2 separate regions of the Hordeum vulgare genome follow, and region 1 is linked to region 2. Evidence: chromatin contacts called from public Hi-C data. All regions are on one chromosome and are shown on one strand. The core of a region is the stretch at or near the end of the contact, and the rest is flanking DNA. Distances in the headings are between cores, read along the strand shown.

Region 1 (2,779 bases), core at 255-2,754, 160 kb after region 2:
CATCACCGTTAGCAACGGCAACATGCATCGTCTCGTCCAGTTTCAGCTCCCGTTTTCTTCTTTGGTTTGATTTCATACACTACTTGTTTTCGAGCAAAGGCGGTCTTCCATGTTTCCGCTCGCTCTCAGTTTCTTTCCATCATCCATCCTGCGCAGCCAAGCGTATGAACTACTGGCAAGCAATGACATTACCGATGCTAACACTAGTTAATTGTGGTCAGGAATGACGAGCTAGTCACATATACAGGCTGCTCCCCGTGTTTCAAGGCTAAAATGGTGGGCTCGCTCAAACGCCTCCAATGACTATAGGTATACTACCACTCCATTACTTAATGTCGTCATGATGAGAAGAAACGAACAAAACAGTCTGAAAAGCAAGGTGTACCACGAGTAATTCGCTTCTGAGCACGGGCTCAGATGCTCCCGCTGACGAAAAAAATAAAAAGAAATGCTAAAAATTTCAAAAAGTTCCATTTTTTTTTGAGTAGTAGACAATTTGATGTGCAAGGTCCGCTCTAAATTTCATATCATTTAGACATTCGAGCATCTCTCAGCAAAAAAGACAAATTGGATCAAAAAAAATTGTAAACAATGAACCTTTTTCATAGACCCAGATTTTGTCTCTTTTGTTGAGAGCGCCTCAGATCCTCAAATGAACTCAAAATTGAAGCGGGCCTCGCGCATCTAATTATCTATCACATCAAAAAATTGGATTTTTTTGAATTTTTTTTGTATTTGTTTTAATTTTTTCTGTCGGCCCGGGTGCAGATGCACCCGAGAGCCAAAACGCCCCACCCGTGTACCACACCACAGCCAAGAAAGAACAATATATGTAGTACTTCCTCCGTTCCTAAATATAAGTCTTTTAAGAGGTTTCACTAAAAGAACTATATACGGATGTATATAGACATGTTTTAGAGTATAGATTCATTCATTTTGTTCCGTATGTAGCCCTCTAGTAAAATCTCTAAAAAGACGTATACTCCCTCCGTCCGGAAATACTTGTCCTAAAGATGAATGTATCTTGACTTATTTTAGTTATACATACATCCATTATATCTATTTTTAGGACAAGTATTTCCAGACGGAGAGAGTATTTAGAAACGGGGGGAGTAGTATAGATGATTAGTACTATCATGATTAGCCGGTCGGCGAAAATCAGAATAATTCGTCTGATGGTTTATTTGCTTGGAAATACTGTTCGTTGGATTATTACGGTGGAGGGAGAAAACAAAGGGCCTGCTAGCTAGGTGTGGATTCCCACTAAGCGCGTCGGCGTTGTCTCGTCGGAGTGGAATGGATGCTCTGCACGTTCATCAAACGACCCGAGGACGTAATGGAAGGCAGCTCCTCTTCCAGCTGCCAGTTGATCCGCTGGAGCGTAGCGTTGGTCCATCACGCGCACACGCAACCAAGACCAACCAAAACCATCCCGCCATCGCAGCCGTCCGGTCCAATCACAAGCGCCATTATTCTATTCCTGCGCCGCGATTCCGCCTCCCCTGCTCCCCCATATGAACCCACCCCCCTCAAACCCATGAACAACCCATCCACACACACAGACACAGCCCGCCGCGGGCTATGCCTATGCGTAGACAGACGGCAATGGCGACGACCACCATGAACATGAAGCCCCTCCTCCTCTTCCTCGCGCTGCTCCTCGTCCCGCACCTCGCCGCAGCCACGCCCAGCCATCAACGCCGGCTGCTCGAGACCCACGGCGCCGACGACGGCAGCGACGTCTTGGTGGACCCGTCCTACGCCTTCGCCAACCCGCGCCTCCGCGACGCCTACGTGGCGCTGCAAGCCTGGAAGCGCGCCATCCTCTCCGACCCGCGCAACCTCACGGGCTCCTGGTCGGGCCCCGACGTCTGCAACTACTACGGCGTCTTCTGCGCGCCGTCCCAGGCGGACCACTACCTCACCGTCGTCGCCGCCGTCGACCTCAACCACGCCGACCTCGCCGGCCACCTCCCGGAGGCGCTCGGCAGGCTCGCCGACCTCTCCGTCTTCCACGTCAACTCCAACCGCTTCTGCGGCCTCGTCCCGTCCTCATTCCACACCATGCACCTCCTCCACGAGCTCGATCTCAGCAACAACCGCCTCGTCGGCGCCTTCCCCGACGTCGTGCTCCGCCTGCCCAGCCTCAGGTACCTCGACCTCCGCTACAACGAGTTCGAGGGCCCCGTGCCAAGCGAGCTCTTCGACCGCCCGCTCGACGCCATCTTCATCAACTCCAACCGCTTCCGCTTCCAGATCCCCGACAACGTCGGCAACTCGCCGGCCTCCGTCCTCGTGCTCGCCAACAACGACTTCGGCGGCTGCCTCCCGGCCTCTGTCGCCAACATGTCCCACACGCTTAATGAGATCATACTCATCAACACCGGCCTCAAGTCCTGCGTTCCCCCGGAGCTAGGCATGCTCACCGCCCTCACCGTGCTCGACGTCAGCCACAACCAGCTCATGGGAGCCATCCCCGCCGAGCTCGCCAACCTCCACAGCATCGAGCAGCTCGACCTTGGTCACAACCGCCTCACCGGCAACGTGCCGGAGGGGATCTGCCACCTGCCGCATCTCCACAACTTCACCTACTCCTACAACTACATCACCGGCGAGCCGCCGGTGTGCATGCACGTCAAGGCATTGGACGATCGCCGAAACTGCATCCCGAACCGCCCTGACCAGAGGTCAATCGAGCAGTGTCAATTCTTCAACAGCAACCATGTCAACTGCGACGCCTTCAGGTGCAAGAAGTTCGTGTTGCCGTCGCCGCCACCTC
Region 2 (2,861 bases), core at 18-2,517:
TTTCCTAAAACTTTCCTTTTCAAGTAGCAATTTGAGGATCATTTGATACTGGTGATCATTTTAAATTCCTTATTTAATTTAATGGAGATATTTTAAAATTTGGCCGTGTTTGTTTAATTTTTACATTCTCGATTTTCTGTTGATTTCAGAACCAATCCTTTTTCCTGAGCTATAAAATTTCTCCTCCAAGTAGATGTTTTTGAAAATTATGTTGGGACTTGAGTGCTTGCATCAAAACACTCCTTTTCTTCTGACAAATTAATTGCAGACCCCTTTTATAGTTATATTCCCAAAGTTTCTCTTATTAAAAAAATGACTTTTAATTTCTTGAAGGACCTCTTTTACACTGCAACCATTTGATGACTTCCTCTAAAAGTTCTACAAAAATTTGTAGGCGACATTTGATGTCTGTGGATCAATTTTATGCAAGAACATAACCAAGTGTTTTGGAAAATTTGAGCTTACCATTTTCTTTTCTATTTTGATCCACTTGGTGTTTTGAACTACAACCATTGGATTTACTCTTTCAAAAATTCAACAAAAATTAGGAGATGTCAAGGGATGCATGTAAATCATCTTTACGCAAAAACCCACCTTTATGTTTTGGTAATTTTGAGCAAACCCTCCTCTTTTTCATTCTGGTCCAGTTTGATGTTTTGTACTCCAACCTCAGTTTTAATTGCTCCAGTGATCTTATGATTTTTACTGCTAGTAGTTCACCCTACCAAAACCTTAAGCCCATGGGTTGAGCCTCATTGGATGATTTTGAATGCATGACATAATAGCCTTAACTTGGTGTCCAGAATTGCTTTTCTCAAAGCATTGCATTGACCAGTTTAACTTTTCGGGAAACTAAACTTGCCAACTTTACTAACACCCAGAGAGACTTTGATCTGGGAATTTGGGTTGGCAGCAAAACCCACTTGAAGCGTCTCGCATTTCATCAAGCACGTGTAGTGCATGGCAAAATCTGGCATGGTTCAAATACTGCACTCGGAAGTTTCTTGCCTAGTCTAACCAGCCTCTCTAGCAGGTTTACAGCAACCCCTAGCCTAACTCTGTGGAGTTTGAGAGGCGTTGGACATAGTTGAAGATGCCTCACAATTTGTCGAGCAGGTGTTGTGCGTGCTCTGGGAGCGCATGTTTTGCACGCGCCACACCCGAAACGCCGCGCCCCTGCCTTTGCCCTTTCGCAAGCCCGTGGAGCCAAGTCGCGCAACACCACCCCTACTGCGCCCTACTGCCGCCCCTGCTCCACCCTGCCGTACCCATGCACTGCCACCACCGGCATAGCCGCTGTGGCCGGCGCCCACTTTTGCAGTGGACCGCGCAGCCCAAGCAGCCCAAACCAGCCAACTCGCCCCCTTGGAGGAGTATCGCTCGTCGTTAGCACGGTATGCCAGCCGACGAGCCCCACGTCACCCTGCTGCAGAAGTACGATGGTCGCCCGACGGTCCTATCCTCTGCTGCCACGGAACTAACCTAAACCGACTATAAACAGGACTCCCCGTGGCTGCAGTGCACGCCATTCCGCTCCCTTGACCCGTAGTAATCATCCCCGAGGAGCAGTTCAGCGGAAGCAGCCATCTCCCCACTCCTCAGGTGTGACACCGGCAGTAGCCCCTCTGTCGAATTCGACGCAACCAGAGCCTCCCTTCCCCCTCTTTCTTCACCGATAGCCCCACCATGGCCCCGTAAAACCATTCCCTTCCCCAAATCTTGCGCGTGCGCCAGGGTATGCAAAGCCCCTTTCATGGCCAAAGCCTCTTCCGCCATTGATGAAGCGCCGCTCAACCTCGAGCTGCCCAGCGCCACCTCCCCCCTCCATATGACGCGACAGCTTCCCGTTAGCTCATGGATGTATTGAGCGTCGAAAAAGGCGTCCTCTACCGCCGGCAATCGTCAAGGGAACTCGCCTTTGTCCCTGACCCGGCGCGCGCGTGAGGAGGACGATGAACCTGGCAGGTGGCCCCCACCTGTTGGTGAAGCAACTTGTACCTATAGTGGCGTAGCCCCGCAGATGCGTTTTTCTTCTGAAGAAAACGTACTTCTGTAAGTACGCGTTTTTTCCAAAAGCCGTATTATTTTTGAAACATTTTCTTTTCTAAATTCTTCTAAAAACAGAATTTGACCAAAGCTTTGACTGACCATATCTTTTTAAATAAAACACCAAATGAATTGATTCTTTTTACTACCTCTCTAAAAATTTCCTCTAGTTTATTTTAGGATTTATTTCAAAAAATCTCAAACACTTTTTATGTGCTGTTTTGGAATAGTGTGTTGAGTGGTATTATTTTCAAAATAGGAACTTGGAGGGAACCAAACTCCTTCAAGATTTTGGGGTGCACACCACCCTCCTTAACTCCAAAGGCAAGCATCTTGAACCCTAATCGGTGCTAAGATGTGTGAATTTTGTTGTGGTGCATCGGAATGCGTGATTTCATTATGTTGATAAAGATTCTCGCACAAAATCATACTTGCATGAGAGCATGTGTTGGATATTTATGTTGTGTAATATATGCGATGCAAATGGTGAGCGGGTGCTACCTCATGCCTCGTATGCTATGTTTGTCTAGACAACCTGGGAGGAAGGTTTGTCGTGGTGAATATGAGACCATGGGGCTGACATCTCGTGGGACGAGACTCGTCAGTGATTGCATGTAGGGGTGTGATGTTGGTTACACTCAGGTATGCCATTCAGCAAAATGGTGCGATACTTACCCTTGCAGGAAATCTTAAACCTCCTAAGTCAACCGTAGATCGAGCCTTGTCAATATGTCACCTTACCTTTTGTGTTGCCACAGGTCTTCCCGAAAGGGAATACGGTTTAGTAGGTCGTAAACCTATTACCAGGTACACAC

What was found. Hi-C and Micro-C count contacts between places; a contact is called where the count stands out from the background.
Region 1: a contact with region 2 is called in a Hi-C map of leaf, with 2.9 times the contacts expected there. The contact joins the promoter of LOC123443810 here to the enhancer-like site in region 2. A contact is called at or near these places in 1 of 6 Hi-C or Micro-C datasets (leaf) and 1 of 1 datasets of contacts at active chromatin or transcription factors (embryo).

Annotation. Positions count from the first base shown.
Region 1 is chr3H:343,072,117-343,074,895 of MorexV3_pseudomolecules_assembly, forward strand. It overlaps LOC123443810 (leucine-rich repeat extensin-like protein 4), which reads left to right and starts at 1,505. Exons shown (of 1, transcript XM_045120343.1): 1 at 1,505-2,779. The coding sequence starts at 1,582.
Region 2 is chr3H:342,911,969-342,914,829 of MorexV3_pseudomolecules_assembly, forward strand. No RefSeq gene overlaps it. Among protein-coding and RNA genes, the nearest start is that of LOC123443810, 160 kb to the right of the region's middle. Within about 2 kb of position 1,268, at least 3 of the 3 cell types and tissues checked have open chromatin away from gene starts, as enhancers often do. A contact at or near this core is called in leaf, where this site is marked.